Linked DNA regions of Salmo salar: region 2 is linked to region 1. The links are chromatin contacts, called in public Hi-C maps. All regions are on one chromosome and are shown on one strand. Each heading gives the region's core, a stretch centred on a gene start, on an enhancer-like site or on the middle of the called end of the contact. The rest is flanking DNA. Distances are from core to core; before and after follow the strand shown.

What was found. Hi-C and Micro-C count contacts between places; a contact is called where the count stands out from the background.
Region 2: a Hi-C map of muscle shows a contact between it and region 1, with 4 times the contacts expected there. The contact joins the enhancer-like site here to the promoter of LOC106586313 in region 1. A contact is called at or near these places in 3 of 3 Hi-C or Micro-C datasets (blood, gill and muscle).

Annotation. Positions count from the first base shown.
Region 1 is chrssa25:19,087,849-19,095,145 of Ssal_v3.1, forward strand. It overlaps LOC106586313 (UBX domain-containing protein 4), which reads right to left and starts at 2,604. Exons shown (of 13, transcript XM_045707428.1): 1 at 2,425-2,604; 2 at 1,781-1,883; 3 at 1,622-1,650. The coding sequence starts at 2,506.
Region 2 is chrssa25:19,162,467-19,170,158 of Ssal_v3.1, forward strand. No RefSeq gene overlaps it. Among protein-coding and RNA genes, the nearest start is that of LOC106586311, 35 kb to the left of the region's middle. Within about 2 kb of position 5,170, at least 8 of the 13 cell types and tissues checked have an H3K27ac peak or open chromatin away from gene starts, as enhancers often do. A contact at or near this core is called in muscle, where this site is marked.

The DNA.
Region 1 (7,297 bases), core at 1,354-3,853:
CGTTACTCTTGCGGGACACCTTCACTCTTGCGCAGACATTTAGAAACATGACAATTTGAAAAATAAGCCACGGGAGTTTTTTGAGCAAGAATAAAGATGACTTTCAAGAAGTAATATGTATAAAAGCAACAGATACCATTAATAAAAAAGGGCTAGAAGCATCTTATATGGTGAGGTACCAAGTGGCTGGGACAGGCAAGCCCCATACTATTGTGGAGGACTTAATTCTTCCTGCTGCCACAGATATGTCTGGGACAATGCTGGGGGAAAAGGCAAAAAAAACTACACAGACAATGCCTCCATCAAACAACACTGCTTCATGACGCTTCAGTGACACGGCAGGAGATGTTTTGAAACAATAACTGCTTCGCATACAAGACAGTGAAATAATGTATTTTCTGCACTATGCAATGATATGGGCAGCGACCATGTACCGCTTTTACAACATACAGAAGTGTGCTGGTTATCAAGGGGCAAAGTATTGACATGTTTTTTTTTTAAATTGAGAGACGAGCTTAAAGTTTTCTTTACTGACCATAATTTTCACTTGTCTGACCGCTTGCATGATGACGAGTTTCTCACACGACTGGCCTATCTGGGTGATGTTTTTTCTCAACCTGAATGATCTGAATCTAGTATTACAGGGACTCTCCGCAACTATATTCAATGTGCGGGACAAAATTGAGGCTATGATTAAGAAGTTAGAGATCTTTTCTGTCTGCATTAACAAGAACAACACACAGGTTTTTCCATCATTGTATGATTTCTTTGTGTGCAAATTAACTCAAGCTTACGGACAATGTCAAACGTGATATAGCGAAGCACCCGAGTTGGGTGCGCAATTACTCAGGTACTTTCCCGAAACGGATGACAACTGGATTCGTTATCCCTTTCATGCCCTGCCTCCAGTCCACTTACCGATATTGAGGTTCTGTGAAAATTGAATTTAATCAGAAGCCACTGACAGATTTCTGGATAGGGCTGCGCTCAGAGTTTCTTGCTTTGGCAAATCGCGCTGTTAAGACACTGATGCCCTCTGCAACCACGTACCTATGCGAGAGTGGATTCTGAGCCCTCACTAGCATGAAAACGAAATACAGGCACAGACCGTGTGGAAAATGATTTAAGACAGACTCTCTCCAATACAACCCAACATTGAAGAGTTATGTGAATCCTTTCAAGCACACCCTTCTCATTAACCTATGGTGAGTTATTCACAATTTCTTATGAACAAATAAGGTTTTATATGTAAGATGGCTAAATAAAAGAGCAAAATTATTGATTATATTATTATTTGTTCCCTGTCCTATAAGGGCTTTGTCGTCACTTCCCACGAGCCAGGTTGTGACAAAAAGTTACACTCATTCTTATGTTTAATAAATGTATTGTATAGTGTTTGTGTGTAGCAGGCTTACAATGATGGCAAAACACAACATTTGAGAGTGCGCTAACCCTGGTGCTAGAGGGGGTACGCAGCTGGAGGTCGAACGTTTGAAGGAATACGGACTATAAAAGGTTTGGGAACCACTGATCTAGAATATGTCTGAAAGACAAAGCTTTAGGGAAATCAAGCCTTAGGGACCACAAACACAACAAAGAACCCTTTGGAGAGGAAGGATACAGATTTGGGAGAACTGTGTGCATGTCTCACTGCAAGAAAAGAAAAACATTAAACATAAAATGCATCACATTTGTTAGTATTTCCATTTTGATAGTGCTGTACAGAAAGAGTGTACATCATATCCACACAAGTTTAGGAGGATTCCATTATAAAGGCTACCTCTTGGAATCAACCTTGATTGCAACACAGCAGTTACAGGAGGCCTCGGCCACTCTGTCGTCCTCCCAACTGGACATCATTTGTCCTGACACCTCATCGTCGCCTAGTAGAGAACAAGAATGTCAGCTTCAGAAGTGGTGAATCACTCGTCCTACGACACTCAATGCCCAGTTCCCACAATACAAGTCTGTGGTGTTGGTGTAGCGGACTAAACTCCACTCCATGGTGAAGGAAGGAGTTTAGTCCGCTAGTGTTGGTGGTGACAGTCGCCATCCAGAATAATTGCGACTCGTTAGCTTGCCCGTCAGCCAGTTAAATTGTCAACTAGCGATTAACACACTAACGTTAGTAGGAAGCTAGCCAAAGCTAACTATCTAAATCGCATTAACTAACGTTAGTTAGCTGCGATTTGACAACTGTCATTCCTTTTCGTTTTGACAAGTTAGTATTGGCTACATCGACACTTCGAGTTTCATGTAGCCATGAACTACACACACGTATTTAACTAGTTAAATAGCTGACTGACAATGACAGGGCTCGTTTGCTCTCCCGAGCTTGAGTTTTATTCGCTACTACGGCGAATCTTTCGACTGGTTAGCTTTGCTAGCATACACATCTGCGCAAGCTAATCTACAAAACAATACCTGTTATTACGACGACGAAGATGGAGCTTTGTTGTTTTGCGGAGATAATGGCTGCTGGAATAGAGCCTTCAAACCAAATCATTTTTAATAAAATGTGTTGGCTTTTCCTGTTTAATCGTTTCAATCCTGTAAATGCCTAGAACGTTCAATCTCGTCACAGGAACTAACGGAGAATGATGGAAGTTGTAGTCCATAGATACGTATGCTTGCTTATGGGACTTGAAGTCCGTTCATTATGTCACCAAATTAACATTAGATGGCGCTGTGGTACTGATGAAGTAATTGGTGCAGATAACTAACTGTCCCCCACGAAGAACTCTGACGTGGACTGGATCTCGCTCAGTCCGTTTGTACATAGTCACACGAGATCTCAGTCACCACAGGTACGATTTTGACGAAATGTTGGTGAGATCCGGCATTTACAAAATTAAAGACTATATATTATAGTGACAAGATAGTCACATGACCACTATAACAATGGAAATAAAGTGCCACAGTATGAGTCATAATACCCTTAAAACCTAGAGGTCAAACAGGGAAATGGTTCCAATCGTTTTCCACCATTCATTCTTCCCATAGGGGTTCTTAAATACACTTAAAATAAGGGCTGTGTTTTGTGTAGGCTTACCCTGGCGTGACGTTTTGATAACTGTGTAAATCTCTCTGACTTTTATCAATATATTCGCCTTTATTTGTGCTACAAAATGAAACGCTAATTAGCTGATAATGTGGCTATCCTAAAGAACTAGAAATGCCATGATAATCTGGACAAGACTGCCGAAACGAGGCAAAGGTAAGAATCTCTGAAATTAACTAATGTTAGATAAATGTAGTAATGAATAAATTGGCTACATCTCTTTAAATTGGCAATTCTGTGAACTGTCTTGTGCAAGTTTTAAATGGACACAATACCTGTTAGCAAAGGTGTCAATTAGAGATGATGCGCAGGAGCCTGCAGGGATTTGTATGATGTCTGTTTTGATGCCAATTAATATTTTCGAATCTGAGAGTAAATACAGCCGAATATATTGATGTCACCTTGTCCGACATAAATGTACATGGTTATCAAAACGTCACATCAGGGTAAGCCCACACGAAACACAGCCCTTATTTTAAGTGTTTCTAAAAAAAACCTATGGGAAGAATGAATGGTAGAAAACGATTGGAACCATTTCCCTGTTTGACCACTAGGTTTTATGACACCTCCACTGTGGGGCTCTATACATGTCATCAACGATGGAAGGCAGGCGGGAGGCGAGATCAGGTGGGACCATTCTAGCCCATGAGAGGGCAGATGCGTGTGTGAACATGCCATAGAGATAGATAGGACTAATTTTTGTATCTGTGCCAGTATCGCGTCTGTAACACATGGGCAGTGCCATTAAGGCTATCTCCATTTTAAAGTAGTACATTTTCTTCTTCATTGGCTGATTGCTCCCAACTTGTAGAAATCCCCATCGAGTAGACTACTTTAAAATGGTGGAAGCCCTCAATGGCATTGTCCATTTGGATTTGAAATCAAATATGAGGTTAAAGTGCAGACTGTCAGCTTTAATTTGAGGGTATTTCCATCCATATTGGGCAAACTGTTTAGAAATTACAGCACTTTTTGTACATAGTCCCCCACATTTTAGGGGAGCAAAAGTATTGGGACAAATTCATTTATGTGTATTTAAGTATTCAAAAGTTCGGTATTTGTTCCGGTAGCATGCAATGACTACATCAAGCGTGTGACTCAACAAATTTGTTGGATGCATTTGCTGTTTGTTTTGGTTGTGTTTCAGATTATTTTGTGTCCAATAGAAATGAATGGTAAATAATGTACTGTCATTTTGGATTAAAAATCCAAATTTGGAGAATAGAGCCAAAAGAAGAACAAATGCTTCACTGTCCCAGTAATTACGGAGGGCACTGTATATCAGTGGTGGAAAAAGTACCCAATTTTCATACTTGAGTAAAAGTAAAGATGCCTAGAAATACTGTGACTCAAGTAAGAGAAAGTCATCTAGTAAAATACTACTTGAATAAAAGTCTAAAAGTATTTGGTTTTATATATACTTTAAGTATCAAAAGTAAAAGTATAAATTATTTCATAGTGCTTATATTAAGCAAACCAGACAGCACCATATATATAGCTAGGGGCACACTACATGTAACAGTACTTTTGGGTTTCAGGGAAAATGTATGGAGTAAAAAGTACATTATTTTCTTTAGGAATGTTGTGAAGTAAAAGTTGTCAAAAATATCAACTGTAAAGTACAGATACCACTTAAGTACTTTAAAGTATATTGACTTAAGTACTTTACACCACTGTTGTATATGCAGCCCCTCATGAGCGACATGTTTCTCATAAGGACATAAACTACGCCCATTAGATGTTCAGCAAATTACTCGTTTTGTCCCGCACCAAACATATTATTTTTCGCTGACCATTTTTTTATGATTATATTTTTTTCACACTGTCGGATCAAGCATAAATAGTATTTTATGGTCAATCTGGCTTCTGTATTGGCCCTACAGCATTTACGGAGATGCGACCTTTGCAGAAGTCAGGTAAATCATACTTATTGCGACTCGTGGAGGTATTTTCAGCATACCCCCATCTGTCGTGAAGGACGTTGTCAAGGGAGTTTCTGTTTATACAGGACGTATCGCCTCCACCTACGGTCAAACAATTTTCTCAATCCGGAGCTACATGTATATAGAGCCCTCCGCATCATTCGTGGGGGACGACATGTTTACTGTTGCCTTGTAACTATGGATCTTTGATTAATAACAAGACCCTCTAAAAAACAAACGGGTGTGGTAGCTCACCAAACTCAACACAGAGATGTATTATGCAATGATTAATAGAACATTGCATTTTATTACTGTGCTAATAGATCAGCCTCCACTACATTACTTTGTAATGCCATATTAAGATAGTATGGGTTAAAATACGTGCACTATTTGCATTCTTACAAAGCAAATAGTCACAAAATGTCTGTCTTAGCATGTCAAACATCCCAGTGATTTTCCTATTGATCATTTCCCCACTCCAGAAGGCTCTGTGGTTAGTAACCAGTACTGTGACACAGTCTCTGCGGAAGTCAACGCATTCATACTTCTTGCAATTCGTGGAGCAGAGCAGCGCTGTTGAGGCATTTCTACGTCTTCTGCTTCGCGTAGCAAAGCTGTTGTCAAGGAAGTGAGTTGGTGTTTATGCAGGACCTCCCGCCCCCACCTAGCGTCACCCACTCATGTCAATGCGGAGCTACTGATAACAATTCACTAGCTTCGATTGCAGTCCGAGACCAATGTGTCCCAGGGGGAGACTATACATTTTCACCACTGGTTTGCTTTCTCTATCAATAAGATTAGCATTGCAGTGACATGCATTTTGTTTTGGATGTTACATCAGGTTGAGAAAGAAAATCTTATTTGATAGTCACTGTGTCTATGAATTCTCATCTGTCGTTTTGAAAATCAATCTAACCATTTAGGGTGGTTGTGGTCCCCAGATGCCAGATACCCAAACAAGTGAATCCTGAACAAACACCAGATATTTACCCACATCATCAACCTAGATTCAGCATACCCCTCTCTATCCAAGCACCTATTCCTATGGTCACAATGCTTTCCCTATCTTACTGCTGAACCATCAGTTTTAAACAATCAAAACTACCACCTGTACTGTCAGGGCCTTAGGGCCAGTTTCCCGTCCCAAAAGCCTAGTCCTGGACTTAAAAAGCATGTTCAATGGCGATTCTCAATTTAAAGTGCTTTTTAGCCCAGGACTAGGACTCATCTGTCAAGGAAACAAGCTCTCTGTGTTTATAGTTTAATAAAGGCGTGAAAACCTTCACCACCCCATTTTAATAGTAGGAAAACAACCGAATTGGCACAGCTATTAAAGCTGGCTGTAACCTTATCTACTGTCTATGGAGCCCTTTCCAACCTGCCCTAATTTTAGCTTTACTCCTACTGTGTCTGAGCTGACCAAGTCATACAACAGTGGAGAGGGTAATGGCAGCAGGTTGTCACCCTTCTAACAGTGGGAATAGCTGTTTTATAGGCTAGTGCATACAGTATGCACCAGGTGCTTCACGACACATCAGAGAAAAGGACCATTCTCAGTAAGAACTATGAGCACCTTTCAGAGAACGGGGTTGAATGTAATTTCCTTTCATGGAAACATCCCCCTGCTCACAGCTTTCATTCAATGATTTATGCATGTCTAGGACAATACTGGAGGTGATAGTGAGTGCAGCTTTGTTCAATTGGTTTTGTACTGACTTACCATCAATTCTCCATGGTCTTCAGTGCAGGTATACATTATAGAGCAACATTTATTAATATTACATTTGCTGCTTGAAATAACTTGACAATGCATAAATATGCTTAAGATCAATCCCTGTGCTAGACGTCGACCCTTGGGCAGGAAAAAAACAAAAAGAGGAAAAAAGGCATTGCAAATGAATATCATAAAAAAAGGGTAATTTATTGCTGAGAGAGAATTTCCTTAATAATGAAGGCTCCATTTCACCAGCCCTGGCTGCAACACTGAGCTAGGTCCTCCAGATGTTGGCTTAATTATCTGTTAATAATCTCACTGTCAGTATGGAGATCCTTAATGCCATGACCGGACACCTAACAGGCTCCTTCACATAACAGATAACCCAGATATTAAGCCATCCATTTAAAACGGTTTCTGGCAACACTAACTCCCCCAGGCTCTAGATGAGACATGGGGCAGGTGGTTAGATTTTTCTTGCGGTAAATTGCTTTATTGTTATTGGAAAGGAAAAAATATGACAGTGGAGGAAGGAACTGTGTGGCATTGGGTGAGATGAGGTTGGTGGGAGGTTAATGTAGCAGACAAGTTACCCTATAA
Region 2 (7,692 bases), core at 3,920-6,419, 77 kb after region 1:
AAAAGCTCTGAACCTTTCTAATCTCGTAGTTTCTACAGATTGTCAAATTTAAAAAAAAATATTTCGCTAAGAATATATTATTATTGATCGTCAGCGGCCCAGCGACATCTGGGTTTGGCCAGGGTAGGCCGTCATTGTAAATAAGAATTTGTTCTTAACCGACTTGCCTACCGTAATTTCCGGACTATTAAGCGCACCTGAATATAAGCCGCACTGACTGAATTTTTTTAAAGATATATTATTTTGAACATAAATAAGTAGCACATGTCTATAAGCCGCAGGTGCCTACTGGTACATTGAAAAAATATTCTAATAATTTTGTCTCTTCGCACCAAAATCTGCAGAGCTGGGGATGGTTGTATCCCCCATATATTTAACGTTCTATTGGAAACAGGAAGTTTCTGTACTATTTTATAAATTTAGACAGAATTTGTGCGCTTGACATTGTGGGCTCTTTTTGTGTCTGTAAAATTAATTATGCAAGAAATGGCAGTGAAAATGCTTTTAAGCGCAAATATTGATATAACCATGAAATCGAAGTAAACTTGGAGTCACGCGATGATATGGTGTGCGGTCCTCCCACTACGACTCGGAAAACTATGCAATTTATTAGGCTACAGAAAAAATAAGTTATGAAGTTCACGGTGATTGCGTCGCAGCGCTGAGGCGCCACAACAGCCTCATGTTCGAATCTAGGCTGTGTTGAGAACTTCAGTTTCTTGGCAATTTCTCACAAGGAATAGCCTTCATTTCTCAGAACAATAATAGACTGAAGAGTTTCAGAAGTAAGTTATTTGTTTCTGGCCATTTTGAGCCTGTAATCGAACCCACAAATGCTGATGCTCCAGATACTCAACTAGTCTAAAGGCCAGTTTTATTGCTTCTTTAATTAGAACAGTTTTCAACTGTGCTAACATAATTGCAAAAGGGTTTTCTAATGATCAATTAGCCTTTTAAAATGATAAACTTGGATTAGCTAACACAACGTGCCATTGGAACACAGGATGGCTGCTAATAATGGGCATCTGTACACCTATGTAGATATTCCATTAAAAATCAGCCATTTCCAGCTACAATAGTCATTTACAACATTAACAATGTCTACACTGTATTTCTGATCAATTTGGTGTTATTTTAATGGCCCCAAAAAAAATTGCTTTTCCTTCCAAAACAAGGAAATGTCTTAAGTGACCCCAAACTTTTGAATGGTAGTGTATATTTTAATAACCAAGCATTTTCTAAATTCAAAACGAACCTCCTGCAAATGGACAAGGACATTTTATATGACTCCTGTTTCCACAAATCGAGGACGAAGACAGTATCGCCCAAGCTAAGGTTGGTCGAAAATGTTCTGTGCTACAGAAAACAGTACCTAACCTGCAACTCCCAGTATAATGGATACCAAAAATGTTGATAAAATTATATTATCTGGTGTTACAATCTGTAGCTATAGAATTACCAGATACCCTACATCACGTGTCCAACTCATTCCACGGAGGGTTGAGTGTCTGTGGGTTTTCGCTCCACCCTTGATTGATGAATTAAGGTCACTAATTAGTAAGGAACTCCCCTCACCTGGTTGTCTAGGTCTTAATTTAAAGGAAAAAAACAAACCTGCAGACAATTGGCCCTCCGAGGAATGAGTTTGACACCTCTCACCAACATTGACCATCACCTACAATTAAAAACGAATACAAAAACTTGATTGTTGAAACAGGTGTTTAGTGCTGGGCTGATACAAAACCCTGCATGCCCACCAGTAGCTATTAACAGGGTACGTTTTAGGCTGCGAGTCAGCAAGATGTCGGCCTAAAGAATTCTATTTCCAAAATTGGGGGATCCCCACAGAAGTTAAACTATATTGTCATTATGCTAGTAGTGACAAAGGTGTATCTAGCTACTGCACATGGATACCCAGTTGGGTGATACCTAGTTCTCACGAAACTGGCACTTGACAAAAAAAAAAAAGAAAATACATTTTCCACCATAATTCCTCTTGGATTACTAAAATTAGGATCTTTAGTTATCCATTTCATAATTGTTATGTATATTGATCAGAATGCATTTTAGACAATTTCCACAACTACCAATGCAAAAAAAATATCATTACCGCAATAGTTTTGAAAGTCCCAAAAAGTTAAACAAATAAATGTATATTTTTGCTCACCTAATGAAAAGGCCTGAGGTAAACATAAAATTGAAAACAAATATTTTAAAAAGTAAAATGTCTTATTACCACACAACTTTTTCTGAATCTTGTTTGTCATAAGTACTAGTGGATACATGTTATTTTTATGTATCCATATTTGGATAAAGCACAAAAAGGCACTATCAGATAAAACAAAAATTACTAAAGTACACAGTACCAGTCAAATGTTTGGACACCTACTCATTCAAGTTAGTGTAATTTCTTTCTTTCTTAATATGTTTGAGCCAATCAGTTGGGTTGTGACAAGGTAGGGGTGGTATTCAGAAGATAGCCCTATTTGGTAAAAGACCAGTCCATATTATGGCAAGAACAGCTCAAATAAGAAGAGACACGAAGGTCAGTCAATGCGGAAAATTTCAAGAACTTTGAAAGTTTCTTCAAGTGCAGTCGCAAAAACCATCAAGCACTATGATGAACCTTGCTCTCATGAGGACCGCCACAGTAAAGGAAGACGCAGTTACCTCCACTGCAGAGGATCATTAGAGTTCATTAGAGTTACCAGCCTCAGAAATTGCAGGCCAAATAAATGCTTCAGAGTTCAAGTAACAGACACGTCAACATCAACTGTTCAGTGGATACTGTGTGAATCAGGCCTTCATGGTCGAATTGCTGCAAAGAAACCACCACTAAAGGACACCAATAAGAAGAGACTTGCTTGGGCCAAGAAACATAAGCAATGGACATTAGACCAGTGGAAATCTGTCCTTTGGTCTGATAAGTCCAAATGTTTTATTTTTGGTTCCAACCACAGTGTCTTTGTGAGACGCAGAGCAGGTGAACGAATGATCTCCGCATGTGTGGTTCCTACCGTGAAGCGTGAAGGTGTGGGGGTGCTTCACTGGTGATACTGTCAGTGATTTATTTAGAATTCAAGGAACACTTAACCAGCATGGCTACCACAGCATTCAGCAGTGATACACCATCCCATCTGGTTTGCACTTAGTGGGACTATCATTTGTTTTTCAACAGGACAATGATCCAACACACCTCCAGGCTGTGTAAGGGCTATTTGACCAAGAAGAGTGATGGAGTGCTGCATCAGATGACCTGGCCTCTACAATCACCCGACCTCAACCCAATTGAGATGGTTTGGGATGAGTTGGCCACCAGAGTGAAGGAAAAGCAGCCAACAGGTGTTCAGCATATGTGGGAACTCCTTCAAGACTGTTGGAAAAGCATTCCAGGTGAAGCTGGTTGAGAGAATGCCAAGTGTGCAAAGCTATCATCAAGGCAAAGTGTGGCTACTTTGAAGAATCTCAACTATAAAATATATTTTGATTTGTTTAACACATTTTTGGTTACTATATGATTCCATGTGTTATTTCATAGTTATCATGTCTACACTATTATTTTACAATGTAAAAAATTGTCAAAAATAAAGGAAAACCCTTGAATGAATATGTGTGTCCAAACTTTTGACTGGTACAGTATATCCATAAAAATGATGCCAGCTGATACATTATTTCGACTGGTTGAGAAACGCTGCCTGCCTGTCTGTCTGTCTGGTCCCTACACCTTTATTACTATGGGACAGCTGGAGATGGAATTTGAATATTGAAACAATGTTGCAAATGTCAGAGACAGACAGCAAAGTTCATACAAATCTCCTCTGTTGAAAACTAAATGTTTGTCTAAGAGAAATGTGATATAATGTCTAGATGCTTTTTATAGTGGAGATCAAGTTTAGAAAGTGCCTGGTTGGGCTGATGAGACAGTGGATTACGCAGTCTGATGGAACAGAATAAATAGGCATTTTAATGTCATAGATTTAGCCAGTGGTAACTTGTTGAATAGACACTGGCTGGAATGCGGTTTTAAAAATTATTTCAGCTTTCAACCGATATAATGTATGTACCTAAATGTTTAATATCCATAATTGTATGATTATTTATTTGAATTGCACGCCCTCCAGTTTCACTTTAAGTTCAGCATTCAGGATTAGACCCACCCGTTGTATAATGTGCTTTATAAACTGGGTGGTTTGAGCCCTGAATTCTGATTGGCTGACAGCCGTGGTAAATCAGACCATATAACATGGGTATGAAAAACCATTTCTTTTTTCCCCCTCTAATTACATTGGTAACCAGTTTATAATAGCAATAAAACAACTTGGATACCAAGGCTAAGGGCTGTATCTAGGCACTCCGCCGTGCATAAAAACAGCCCTTAGCTGTGGTATAAAATGGTCAAATACCACACCCCCTTTAATAAACTATGCATCTTAGTCTTCAGAATGATAGTTGCATCATGGTTTTCTAACTCAATTGGTTAAAGCCATTATTAAAACTGGTTTCATGAAAATCACCCAGTCAATGTTGCATGTGCCTAAACTCGGCGAGCACCGCAAGTTCTCCTCCAAACATGAAAGTTACACTTAGCTATCTTTCAACTCAATACAAAAATCCAACCTCACCGGCTAGCTTGCGAGTCAGTTTCAAAGAGCATGAACTTGTTAAAAATGAACTTTGCTAGCAACTCGAGCAGGTCACATCTACGTCGACTGTTTAATTCATATACAGTATTACTGCATGCAACTAACTAGCTAGTTAACTAACTCGTTAGGCCATTGTGCACTGACACTAGCAAGAAAAAAATGTGCAAACTGGTGACTAGCTACCTAACCTAGTCACCTAACGTTACCGCCCCCTTGCCTTAGCGCCACAGAACGCAATTATGGCAGGCCTCACATGGTTAGCGAGCATTTGCTAGCCACATAACTAGCTAACTACTTCTGCTAAATAACAGTTAAGTTAGCTGACTAAGTTACAAAGGTTAGTCACCAGTTTAACAAAATCCATATATGTATATATACTTTTTATTTTCATATTTTTTTTTTTTTACTAACGACTATGTTCGCATGACACGTGCTTAGAAAAAAAACTTGTCAGGGAGAATCCCTTGTTTTTATTCGTCAGGTTAGCTAGATAGCTATAATTAGCTAGTCTTTCAGCTAGGCCAAAGCTTCGTCAACGTTGCCTTTCTCGCCATTGGAAGCCGTTTAGCTAGCTAACTTGGCTGCGCTAATTACGTTCATAGAATATTCAAGAAAATAGTTAACGTTACATTTATAAACCATTAAATTGTCCTTACCGGCTGCGTTAGGTTGTTAGCGGTGTGTATATTTATGTTTCTATTTCCAGTCAGTCGGCAACATGAGGGGGAGGCAGCGCGTCTGCAACTGACTGACAGATAGGGGGAGGTTGCCTAATCAGACAGACTATGATACAAATGATTGTTATAGTAAAAACAAAACTCTGCCAGAATGTTGAATAACATTTCATTTGAATGTACTCTACCCTACCGGTTGGTATTTCAGCTGGGCAACATTTGAAACAAAATATCCACAGGAAAGTATTATTTACCCGACTTTTTAGAGTGTCAGTAGTGCAACTGAAATTTCACCTGGAACATGCGCAAAACCACGTGAACACCTGCAAGACTTCGTTGGTGTGCGTTCATGTGCTTCTGTCTTGCACACGTACATTAGGTCATGAGCTAATACATCTTGATTGCCATACACAGATACCTATTTTTTTTTTTTGTCTCAGATTTCAACCAGCTGAAGGATCAACCACATGGAAAATCGGCAGAGTTTGTTCAAATATAATTGTATTCAACAGTCATCACAGAAAATGGATGTTTAGGTTTCTTTTAAATTTGCCATGATGTACACAATAGACGGCATTGCCACATTTGGGACTGGTGGGATGCAGAGTGGAACAAATGAATGACACTGAATCTTGTCCGATCACTAACTAGCTAGCCACAAGGTGTGTGGGGGGGGGGGGGAATAATTATCACTATTATAAATTGATGCTATCATGAGAGAAGTCAATTATTTTAAACTTTTTTTTGTTGAAAAAGTAAGTAGTCAGTTGCTCTCTGGAATCTATGAAGAGGCAGCCATGCTGAAGTCAGATTGTCGTTGTAAGGTGAGTGCAGTCGAGAGCAGGCCGGGGAGAAGATGCCAAGAATTAAAACCACCCAGGTAAAATCTGTGTGTGCGTGTGTGTGTCTATAATTTAAGTTGTTTTTAAATGACAGATAAAATGTAATGTTTAGCATACAGATAATGAAAAGTAGAACGCAGTATTTTGACAGGACAGGTGGTGGCAAGCATTTGGACAATTTGAGAAGAGTACGCATACTTTAATTTCACATTCTCATATCCTTATCACCATCCTTAGATTACTTCCTTTGTGAAACGCAAAAACTTTTGAAAAACATTTTACATCTGTTCTAGCCAGGGCTGTTTTCAGGGTTACAGATAAAAGACAAGTTTCTTCAAAGTTAGCCTCAGCTGATTCTAATTCCTGTGGGGTTGTAAGTCTGCCCAGGGACACAGTAGGTATCCCAAATGGCACCCTATTCCCTATGCAATAGTTTTGACCATGGCATTGGTTAAAAGTAAGGTACTATAAAGGGTATAGGGTGCCCTTTGGAACAAACAGAGTTGGTGGAGGGAAATCAATTCCCTGGGATGTAACAGTCGCTGCTCTGGTTAGGTAAGTCAGTCAATTGAGGGAGCAACATGGGACACAAGGGCCTGCGTTCCAATGGTCTTCTTTTTTTCCTGCTGATTTCTCAGTGCGTTAGTAAAGATCAGGTTAGCTAAAGCCTAGCAAGGGGCATCGATTTGAGGCTGAGCACTCAGACAATGCCCTTCCTTATAGCAAATTTGTTGATGTCCTCTCTGACTTTACCTTCTGAGCCAATAAAATAATCCAATGTTTTATTGAGTGCCTGGATACTAGTGATCTCCAAATGTACAGTATATTCATGATAAACAAAAGCAAATACATAAATTACCCAGCTTTAGAGCACCACTCATTGCTCTTGCCCGTGACACTTTTAAACTTAAAATGTTCCTCTTCAGACAATGGCACAAGCTCTTCAAACCTCAACATCCCCCCCCAAACAAAGCAATACACAAACAAGTGAACTTTAAAGCACCTTGTTATGTGCTGAGTACAGTATGCTCATATTCAATCAACCAGTTTTTCCACCCCTCCTTCTCCCCTCTCTCTCTCTCTCTCCCTCTTTCCATGTACATAGTATCTACATGGAAGTATTCAGACCCCTCTACTTTTTCCACATTTTGTTACGTTACACTTATTCTAAAATTGAATAAATCGTTTTTTTCCCTCTCATCAATCTACACACACACTTCCCCACAAGTTTTTAGAATTGTTTGCAAATTTATAAAAAAGAAACAACGGAAATATCACACTTACATACAGTACCAGTCAAAAGTTACCTACTCATTCCATTCTACATTATAGAATAATAGTGAAGACATCAAAACTGTGAAATAACATATGGAATCATGTAGTAACCAAAAAAGTGTTCAACAAATCAAAATATAAGTAGCCACCCTTTGCCTTGATGAGGAACTCTGGACCTTCTCCCCCGATTGCTCCGCTTGGCTGGGCGGCCAGCTCTAGGAAAAGTCTTGGTGATTCCAAACTTCTTCCATTTAAGGA